Linked DNA regions of Zea mays: all the other regions are linked to region 2. The links are chromatin contacts, called in public Hi-C maps. All regions are on one chromosome and are shown on one strand. The core of a region is the stretch at or near the end of the contact, and the rest is flanking DNA. Distances in the headings are between cores, read along the strand shown.

Region 1 (3,283 bases), core at 583-3,082, 500 kb before region 2:
AATTCTCCTCAATCCATATGGATTGGGGTAGAACCGAACAAGTCCTTATGGGTTTCTAAACAAATCTTGTGGAGTTTGCTAACAAATTCGTTGCTCAACAAATTGATAATCGACAAAATGCAACGCGAGCTTGGGAGAAAAGATTGGAATATAACTTTAAATAAGACGACCCAACCAAGTCATCCTGCAAGGACACAATCGGGCACGCTGTTATATGCTACCTGTTATATTCTGCCGTGCTGAGAAGGCTAGCCGCCGATGCTTGTGCTCGATCGCGTATTAAGCTCCTCGCCTCGACCTATATGATGCCATGACATTAGCATATCGGCCTCAGTGTCAAGGTGCCACCGCTAGCAACCTCAACGTACACCCACCAACCAGATAAGGCAATGGCGTCCAACAACAACAACATTACAACAACAAAGTAGCTTCGTCTCACAGTCCAATGGCGTCCGGCGGCGCACAAAGCCACACCCAGTCCCAACCTGGGGCTGGGGACGGGGCTAAACCTGCTTCAGGTTCCATGGAATACCAGCTGAGGCAGTACCTTCTGCTGCTGGCCAGTCTGGTTGCTACGGTGACGTACGGCGCCGGGCTAAACCTGCCGGGAGGAGCCTGGCAGGTGGACGACGGGCAGCACCACGCGGGCGACTCGATCCTCCAGGACGCGCACCGCCACCGCTACCTCATCTTCTACTACTGCAACGCCACCGCGTTCGCCGCGTCGCTCGTGGTCAGCCTCCTCCTCCTGGTCCTGGACGGCAAGAACACGGGCTGGTGGGAGGCTCTGCTGCGGGTGGTCATGGTTCTCGACCTGCTCGGCCTCATGGGTGCCTACGCCGCCGGGAGCTGCCGGGACAAGTTCACGACCATCTACTCGGCGCTGCTGGTCTGCGCTGTCTTCGCCTACGTCGTAGCCGCTTTCTGCTGGTACCTCGGCGTGCTGGCGCTGCCGCGCAAGAAGCATAGGGATGACCATAACACTGCAAAAAATAATGACACTAGTGCCGCCAATGTGCATGGCTATGAACGCGAAGAACTGGATGAGGTCCTGATGCTGCTCGCCACCTTCGCAGTCACCATCACGTACGTGGCAGGGCTGAATCCGCCTGGCGGCTTCTGGGGCGACACCAAGGATGGGCACCAGATGAGCGACCCGGTCCTGCAGGAGAACTACTCCAGACGCTACCGGGCGTTCTACGTCTGCAACACCACCGCGTTCGTCGCGTCCCTGCTCATCATCATCCTCGTCGTCGACAAGAAGCTCACCGACAAGCTCTCCGTACGCTTCGTGGCTCTGTATGGTCTGACCATCACGGCGCTCCTGGGCCTCATGGGGGCTTACGCCGCTGGGAGCTGCAGGGAGGTCCACGAAAGCACCTACGTCATCTGCCTGAACGCTGGAGTTCTTGCCTACATCTTCCTCCAGGTGGCCGTCGCCGTCACAGTGAAGAATCGCTGCAGATGCTTCCAAACTGTATGCGATTATGCTTCGAAATGTCTGCTAGGAGTAAAGGGTTGGTGCTTTGACAGACCGCAGGACCACCAACCAGATCCACAGATCAGCAGCGACAGGTGTGTGTGTGTGTTTAATTTCCAGCACAACACAAGTAAGGAGTCACCAGTTGCAATTTAGGACTAACTCTTTGTTATGTTTTTTTGCTTGCAAAGTGCAACTACTACATGCAGGGACCAAAAACACGAAGACGAGGCGGTGGAAGTGGAAAAGGCTCGGTCTCTTGTCATGCTTCTTGCGACCCTTGTCGTGAGCATCACATACCAAGCAGGACTGGACCCACCAGGCGGTCTCTGGCCCGACACCCGAGACGGCCACAGGAACGGTGACCCGATACTCCTGACGACACAACCCACCCGGTACAAGTATAGATGGCCAAATGGGCCGTGCTTAACGGGCCGGCCCGAAGCACGGCCCGTTTAATAGTGCCGGGTCGGGCCCGACACGACAGCCGTGCCGTGCTTGGGCCGCTGTCTCGGCCCGCAGTGCCGGCCCGGCCCGGCACGATTATATTTTTTTTATTTTATAAAACATAGTATATATATATTTAGATTTTATATTTGCTATTTACAACAAATACGCTAGAGTTCTACTGGTTAGCCTCTTACATTTAGTGCTCCCAGCTTAGAAGAGGGAGGTCCTGGGTTCAAAACCCCACTGCGCCCAATTTTTTTGCAGTTTTTCTGATTAAATGGACAACGTGGGCAAATTAAACGGGCCGGCCCGGCACGGCTACCAGGCCGGCGTGCCGTGCCTGGGCCGCATCTGCGGCACGTGGGCCGACCGGGCACGGCCCGTTTAACTGTCGTGCCTAACGGGCCCGTGCCGGGCCGTGCCGGGCCGCCCGTTTGGGCACCTATAGGTACAAGGTGTTCTTCTACAGCAACTCGGCAGCCTTCGTGGCGTGACTGGCGTCCCTCATCGTCATTCTGATGGTCCAGAGCAGATTCCTGCTGAAGCGCCACACGCTGGAGGCGGCCATGATACTGGACCTGTTCGGCCTGATCAGCGCGTACGCTGCAGGGAGCTGCAGGGACGAGACGACCTCCATCTACGTGGTTGCCCTGGCAGGGGTCGTCCTGGTCTACGTGGTCATCCACATCGTCTTCTTCACGCTGGACCACAAGGACAACCACCGGGACAAGGAGAAGCTGGAGACCAGGCGCGAGGTGCTGCTCCTCCTCGCCATCTTGGCTGCGACGCTCACCTACCAGGCTGGGCTGACGCCGCCGGGGGGCTTCTGGCCGGAGAACGACGGCGCCCGCGGGCACCGCGCGGGCTACCCGGTCCTCCACGACAACTACCGCCCCCGCTACAGCGCCTTCTTCTATTGCAACGCGGCGAGCTTCATGGCGTCGGTGGCTCTCATTGTTCTGCTCGTCAACCCCAACCTGTACAGGCCAGGGATACGGTGCTACGCGCTGTACGTGTGCATGGTGGCCGGCATGTTTGGCCTCATGGGAGCCTATGCCGCTGGGAGCTCCAGGGATGTGCGCACCTCCATCTATGTGTTGACATTGGTGGCTGCGGTGTTTGCATTTGTAGCCATAGAGGTATTCATTTTCTGGATCCGCCCCTACTTCCATCTATGTGTTGACGACATTGGTGGCTCCGGTGTTTGCAACATCTGTAGTAGAAGAAAGAATACAACATTAGAAGAGTCGCCGCCCTCTGACTCTAGATCATCAAGAGAAAAGAACGGAGGTGCAGGACGCTGCGAGAAACAGGCAACTAAAACGTCGGTGGAAAAAGCACAGCAGCAAAAAG
Region 2 (3,331 bases), core at 802-3,301:
TAAAGAAACGCACCGTGCTTGGCTTTGCAGCATAAGATTCCACCCTCTCAGTCCTGGTGTCCTTGGAAGGTGACTCAGTGTCTTGTCCGTTCCCACCCTTCTTCTCGTCTCTGGCTTTGTTGAATATGACAGTGAATCCGTCTGCGGAAGCTGGATCATTAACATCCCAATCGCCAAACTTTGGCAAGGGGCGGCCTGATTCCTCCTGGTAAAAGCGCCATTATCCATGTTAAAAAGTAGATCTACTCGTCATTTTGTGCTTGAGTGGCGCAATACTGAAGCACTAGATCACGTCATAAACTTGTGCCCAAGCAATTTCTATGGTATGCAAGATGTTGGGGTTGTGGTTCCACTAAATATGCAGGTGTCCTAATGAGGGGCAAATGCAGCTATTAATGAATATTCCATCATGTGCAGGAGTCTTCATGCGGAGAATGATGGTACAGACAAAAAAAATCAGAAAACAGGAGTATATACTTGCAGTAATCATGAATTACGTATTCTGATTACATAGCATGCCAGCATGGGACAATATTAGTGGCTCAACATTCATTAGCACCAAAGACATATTATGTAACATAGTTATTGACCTGTGAGTTGTGATCTCTTGACAACTAAGTTGAATTAGAACATATATTCCTTATAAACAAAAAATCAGAACATATATTCTAGAGATCAAACTAGCATCAAGAAAAGAGTTGGCATGTCAAGTTGTTAACAGTTTCCAAAAAAAAAATTCATGACAGCTTTCATGGGAAGATTCAGCTGCCATGCTGATATTCCCAGGCATGATTCAACCGATAGCCCCTTAAAAACAGGAATTAGGTACACCACCCTTTATATGAAGGATAGGCTGCAGAGTCATTATTTCTGTTCCTAACAGATAAATTGGTCGGTTAACTACAATACAAAAAAAAGGGATGTGATCTATCAGTGTCTTCCTAAAATGAAAAACCATGGTTCCATTATCAAACCAATAATCAAGTTCCACAATGTTCTTAGCAGTAACCAACAAGCATGCTATTCAGAAAAAAAGAACACCAAGTCTCCAATGAACGCTTTAGTGAGTAAAGTAGTTTTCTAAGTGTACTGGTAAGGGAACGGGCCTCTTTGAGTGACCATTGGCCTGCATACGTGCATAATCCCGCATGTATATTCATGAGCGTTTCTCCGTAGTCGTCCATCTCCGTCCATTTGGCTTTCAGACTTGCCATAGCTTTAACAACAGAATAACAATCTAATGTTGGATCAATAAAACTACAGCCCATGGCCATGGCCATAGCCACAAGCCCACGAGTAGCAGACAAAAGATTTGAACGAAACCACTTAGGCTATGTTTCCGTTTCAGCGTCTTCACGGCAACAGCTATAGGCTGGGCTGCTAATTCTAATTGACTGCGTTGTAGTTGCAGTGAACATGGAATCCGTTATGAAACTCCCTGACCGAATGCAGAGCAAAGGCGTGGACTCCGCTGACAATCACAGGCCCCGATACAAAAACGCCAACCTACCCGACCCGGTACACATAGTTCTCCCGAGACTTTAGGATACACGAATCAATCAAGCAATCTTGTGAACGCAGCTCAACCACACGAGAAAGAAGCATCCCACTAGTTTTCCTAGACCTATCATATCGAGCGCATACGTCCTCGAGGAGAAAGAATACTCGGCCAGCCCACCCGGCTTTGATGCCAACCAACAGGAGAAACAGATCCCCGCCGCTCGAAACTAGCCGGACCGAGCTTTCAACACAAGACGAGCTCACTTCGACCAAGGACAACGAGCACCGATTCCACAGGCTAACATCGCCGGGTGTGGGCGGAATATAGATTACAAAAAGAAAAAAGAAAGAAAGAAACGCCAGCCAGAGGCAGCGCAGAGCCTTGCACGTACCGCCATGGGTGGATTGCGCAGAGCAGGGGTCCCGATCCGGGGGGAGGGGTGCTCGGGCTGCGCTGGGTAGAGAGCCTCCTCCCCTTTCTCTGTGCGGTTGCGGGTGGGAGGGGACGAAGAGGAGGAAAAGTCAGGCACAGGCACAGCGGAGATAAGAGCAGAGGAGACGAATCGCTGTGGAGAATTGAAAAAGAAAAGGAAAGCTGGTGACGGAGAACTTGGCAACTTGTACTGAGTCGAGTGGTGGGAGGGGGAGTGCTGCGCCTAAAAATCGATTGTACCCGGCGGTTATCGAGGGGCCCGGGAAGCGTGATGTGAGCCGCGCCGCCGGTGGGGGCCAGTTGGTCAGACGTAGCGTGTGGGTGGGGGCAGGAGAAGAGGCAGGCAGCCGGCGGGGTTTTGACCGGTGCGGCGGCGGCGGCGGTGGCGAGGGGGCCGCACGTCGGTGGTGAGCCCGGTGGAGGAGCGCTTCGCTGGCGCTCGGAATCTCTAGACTGGATCGTAGCCTTTGTTTTACTTCCTACTGCTTGGGTGGGTGTGGGTCCCCGTGGCGTAATTCTTCTCTGCTTGAAATCAAAAAGAGATTTGTTGGAACTTTTGGCCCAAATTCGTCCCGTGGCGTAGCTCTAGAACTGGATCCGAGCTGGCGGGCGATGCGTCGAATGTCAACTGCGTAGGAATTATTATTATTATTTATTATTGTTAATTAGTTTATTGCCAATATGGTATGACAGCTGGGCATGTCATCGTGTGCCTAATACAGCGTCTGGAACCGGACAGAGCTCCGCCGCTGGACCAGGAAGCAAGATATAAAATACTGCGTGCGTTCAGACCTGACACTGGCCTCGGCGCTGTTTCGGCTTTTTACAGATTTTAACCACCAAAAAAGATGTTGGGGACGGCCAAACGATTAGTTTTCCGGTCAGCCAAACGATTAGTTTTTCAATTTGTTAAATATCATTCAAAATCAAAATAAATATATAATTCGTTAAGTTTGTTGAAATAGTAGGAATCTTTTACATTTTAGATTATGAATCCTATAGATAATTTTATCTTTCTCCGCACGTAATCTCAACGATACTTAGGCTGTTTGGTTTGAGAAATGATCTAGTACATCGTCTTCTCACTTCTCACTTTTTTGTTTGGTTTGTCGAATGGATTGAGTTGATCCACCATCACCTAATTCCTTATAGTTATTTAGTTAGTACTAATAAGAGGAATGAGGTCGTCCCACCAAATTTGAGTAATGGACCCATGATACACCATCATATTTTGGATAAAGTGATTCCTCAAACCAAATACCCCTTAGATTATCTCTACAACCATATTCTTTCCATAGTTAAATTGTTAGAAAATTTGATGAGAAAAAAGTTGAACCACCACACCAGTGCCGGCCGTGGAGTCAAGTAAACGGAACGGCACATCATATCATGTGGTGA
Region 3 (3,285 bases), core at 107-2,606, 320 kb before region 2:
ACATTCGCCGCTTTCACTGCCATCGCGTCATCTTCCATAGCCTCCATCACCAGCGCTGTGATCTCCTCCGCTCTCACCAGCGCCTCTTCCCCCTCCCAGCTCCACTGATCAGCCCACACGCCGAGCCCGCAACGGACCACCACGCGGGCGTTCACTCGCTGGTCCGCGAACCTTGGCCACGCCAGCACCGGCACGCCGCTGCTCACTGCCTCCGTCACCGAGTTCCATCCGCAGTGGCTGACGAACAGCGCCACGGCCGGGTGCCTGAGCACCTCCTCTTGCTCCACCCACGACTTGGTCACCAGGCCACGGCCATGCACGCGCCGCAGGAAGGCCTCGCCAAGCAGTTCGCTGAGCTCCCCAGCGTCATCCCTGTCCACGACAGCGCCCTTCACAACCCACAAGAAGCGGTGGCCACACGCTTCTAGTCCGGCGGCGAGCTCCTTGATCTGGTCCTTGGGGAGAGCCTTGCGGCTGCCAAAGCTGACATACACCACAGACCGCGGCGGCTGCTCGTCCAGCCACGCCCTATAGTTCCCCTGTTTTTGCGCTGCCTCCCCTGTCTCCCGGAGGTCGTTCACCGGCATAAGCGGCCCCACGGCGAACACGGGCGGCAGAACGGAGAGCACGAAGCGACCCTGTAGTGCCTCGACGGCCTCCGGCTCCATGGCGTGGAAGGCGTTGACCAGGAGGCCGTCGGCTGTCGCGAGCGCCCGTCCATTCGCGACGAACTGCCGGGTGAAGATGTTGTCGGGATCATGCAGCGCCTGTGGGACGGACGAACTTGGGATGCGGTACACGCCGGGCACGTCAACATCGCCAACGCCATGTCCGGCACCGACGTCGTCGAGGTAGGTGGGAAAGTAGGCTTTGAATGAGAGCATCGTGGCCGACGCGGTGAAGAAGACGAAGCACGGGACGTGGAGCTCCCTGGCTACGGGTATGGCCACGGAGGCCAGCGCCATGTCCACGACGAGAGCCGACGCGCCTGCGCCAGCGAGGAGCGGGCCGAGGAGCGAGGGCGCGCAGCGGCGCAGGGCCTCGTAGCGGAGGTAGAATGGATCGGCGCCGGGGAATTCGGACGACGCGTCGAAAGGGGCAAAGCGGAGGTCCAGCTGCCGGATGGCGGGGAACGCAGCGTAGAGCGCGGCGATGTGGCGGGACTCCGCGGACGAAACTGTGGGCAGCGCCGTCAGGAGGGAGATCTCGCAACCGTGGCCGGCGGAAAGCGCGACGGCGAGGCGGGTGAACGGGACCAGGTGGCCCATGCCAGCACTCGGGAAGAGGACGATGCGCGGGGAGCCTCGTGAGCCGTGGCTGGACCTGGAGGCCGATGATGGTGCCGGCGAGGACATGGTCGATCACCTGGGTTGTGTGGCCGAAGGGGTGGAGCTGATACGTTGGTGTGGCTAGTAAAGTGTGATTAGTGTTGGTGACTGATGCGACTTTGCCAGTACTCCGTATACCACCAACCAACTTCTTTAGTATTTGGATTTTGGACAGATGCATGACTTCCAATGCACTAGGGTTCTTTGGAATGCGTGGCAAATTTGATCTCTACAAACAAATTCGGTCACGCGCACAATAATTGAAGGGCACCTATATTCTATATTCTATATTCTATATTCTATATTCTATGTAGTGAGGTGTTACCACGTTGGGCACGCATAGAACCATTGCCACTCAATTGGACAATTAGGCGGTGCCAAAGTCTAACAATATATTTGTTGCTAAACTTTAGCACTTAGATATTAAATAGAAATGCTGAAACAAGCTAAAAATAAAATGCTAAACTTTAGTATTTATTAGCAGTTTAGTTTCTTTAAGGTGTGCTAAAGTGAGATAAAATTAGTGAGGGACAAGGAAAAGACATCTCCTACTTTTTTTACCTCACACTCTCTCTCCCACACCACATTAATTAGGGTATAGATGTCTTTCTATATTCATTTGCTAACTTTAGCACTTGCATCGAAACACGGGTAGCTAATTCGTTTTACTGTTTCATACAATAGTTAATGTATTTTTTTACACATGTGTATAGATTCGTTATCATCCATTTGAACATAGACATAAAAATTAAGAGCTAAAACGACTAATATTTTGGGACGAAGGGAGTATGTAACTAGTACAATGTCTGGGTATTGCAACAGCACGCCAATCATATTTGATGGTATAGTGCAATGGTACAACATGTGAGGGTCCAGTGGCAAGCCAGTGTGATGGACCATTCCCACAAAAAATAAATTTAAAATTAAAGTAGACCCTCACCAAAAATTAAATTTAATATTAAAGTAGATATATGCCACATACCAGATATTAAACTCTAGATATTGTATTTTATCTTAGCCAAATGCTAAGAAGATACGAGTTAAAAAGGAGAACTGTCCTTTTTTATAGCTATCTCGGTCGCTCATCTCCCTTCAGCTAGCAGGAAAGATGGTCTTCCACACCAGGTCTCCTACCTGGAATGACTTAGCCTTGACCTTCTTGTTGTAAGATTTGGCGACCATGATCTTGTCCTTCTCTATTTCTCCTAGAGCTATCACTCTTTTGTCGGTCACTTCATCAATATTGTCCATCATTGAATTATAATAATCACCGACAGTCAGATCATTTTGCCTGGTGCTCCTGACAGCATTTAGGCTTACCTCTACAGGCAACACTGGTTCCTGCCATAAACAAGCTCAAACGTAGATACTTTAGTAGCGCAGTGTTTAGATATTCTATGAGCCCATGAATCTTCAGACAAGACCTTATGCCAATGCTTAGGATGATCAGATATCTTCTTTTTTACTAGGCTAATCAATGTCCTATTGCTAGACTCGGCATGTCTATTGGCCCGAGCATAATATGGAGATGAATTGAGCAATTTAATTCTATATGATTCAACAAACTCACGTACCTCCTTTGACATAATAGAAGTCCCCTGGTCTATGGTCAAAGTCTGAGAAATGCCAAATCTATGAATAATATGCTCAGTTATAAACTCAATTACCTCTATGGCTCTATGTGTGTCATGTTCTTTAGAGCAACGACTTCAGTCTATTTGGTAAAGTAGTATGTGGCGACTAACCCGAACTGATACCCTTTTGATGATGAAGGATGTATCTCTCCTATAAACTCCAATCCCCATCCTTGAAAGGCCAAGGTTTGATGATATGATGTAATTCGGCTGTAGAGACCAACTATAAGTCACTGAAATTCTGACACACTTGGCATCCTTCGTAGTACTTGAAACAATCAGTTATCATGTTAGACCAATAGAAGCCAGATCTTCGCAATAAC

The links. A called contact is a pair of places that touch in the nucleus more often than the background predicts.
Region 1: a contact with region 2 is called in a Hi-C map of leaf, with 7 times the contacts expected there. The contact joins the enhancer-like site here to the promoter of LOC100280613 in region 2. A contact is called at or near these places in 2 of 25 Hi-C or Micro-C datasets (leaf and tassel).
Region 3: a contact with region 2 is called in a Hi-C map of ear, with 3 times the contacts expected there. The contact joins the promoter of LOC100191917 here to the promoter of LOC100280613 in region 2. A contact is called at or near these places in 2 of 25 Hi-C or Micro-C datasets (ear and leaf).

What each region holds. Positions count from the first base shown.
Region 1 is chr9:41,333,425-41,336,707 of Zm-B73-REFERENCE-NAM-5.0, reverse strand. It overlaps the pseudogene LOC103638291. Among protein-coding and RNA genes, the nearest start is that of LOC100193429, 47 kb to the right of the region's middle. Within about 2 kb of position 1,832, at least 10 of the 20 cell types and tissues checked have an H3K27ac peak or open chromatin away from gene starts, as enhancers often do. A contact at or near this core is called in leaf, where this site is marked.
Region 2 is chr9:40,829,448-40,832,778 of Zm-B73-REFERENCE-NAM-5.0, reverse strand. It overlaps LOC100280613, which reads right to left and starts at 2,051. Exons shown (of 3, transcript NM_001153531.1): 1 at 1,893-2,051; 2 at 14-205. The coding sequence starts at 1,898.
Region 3 is chr9:41,150,146-41,153,430 of Zm-B73-REFERENCE-NAM-5.0, reverse strand. LOC100191917 (UDP-glycosyltransferase 72B1) reads right to left here and starts at 1,356. Exons shown (of 1, transcript NM_001137341.1): 1 at 1-1,356. The coding sequence starts at 1,355.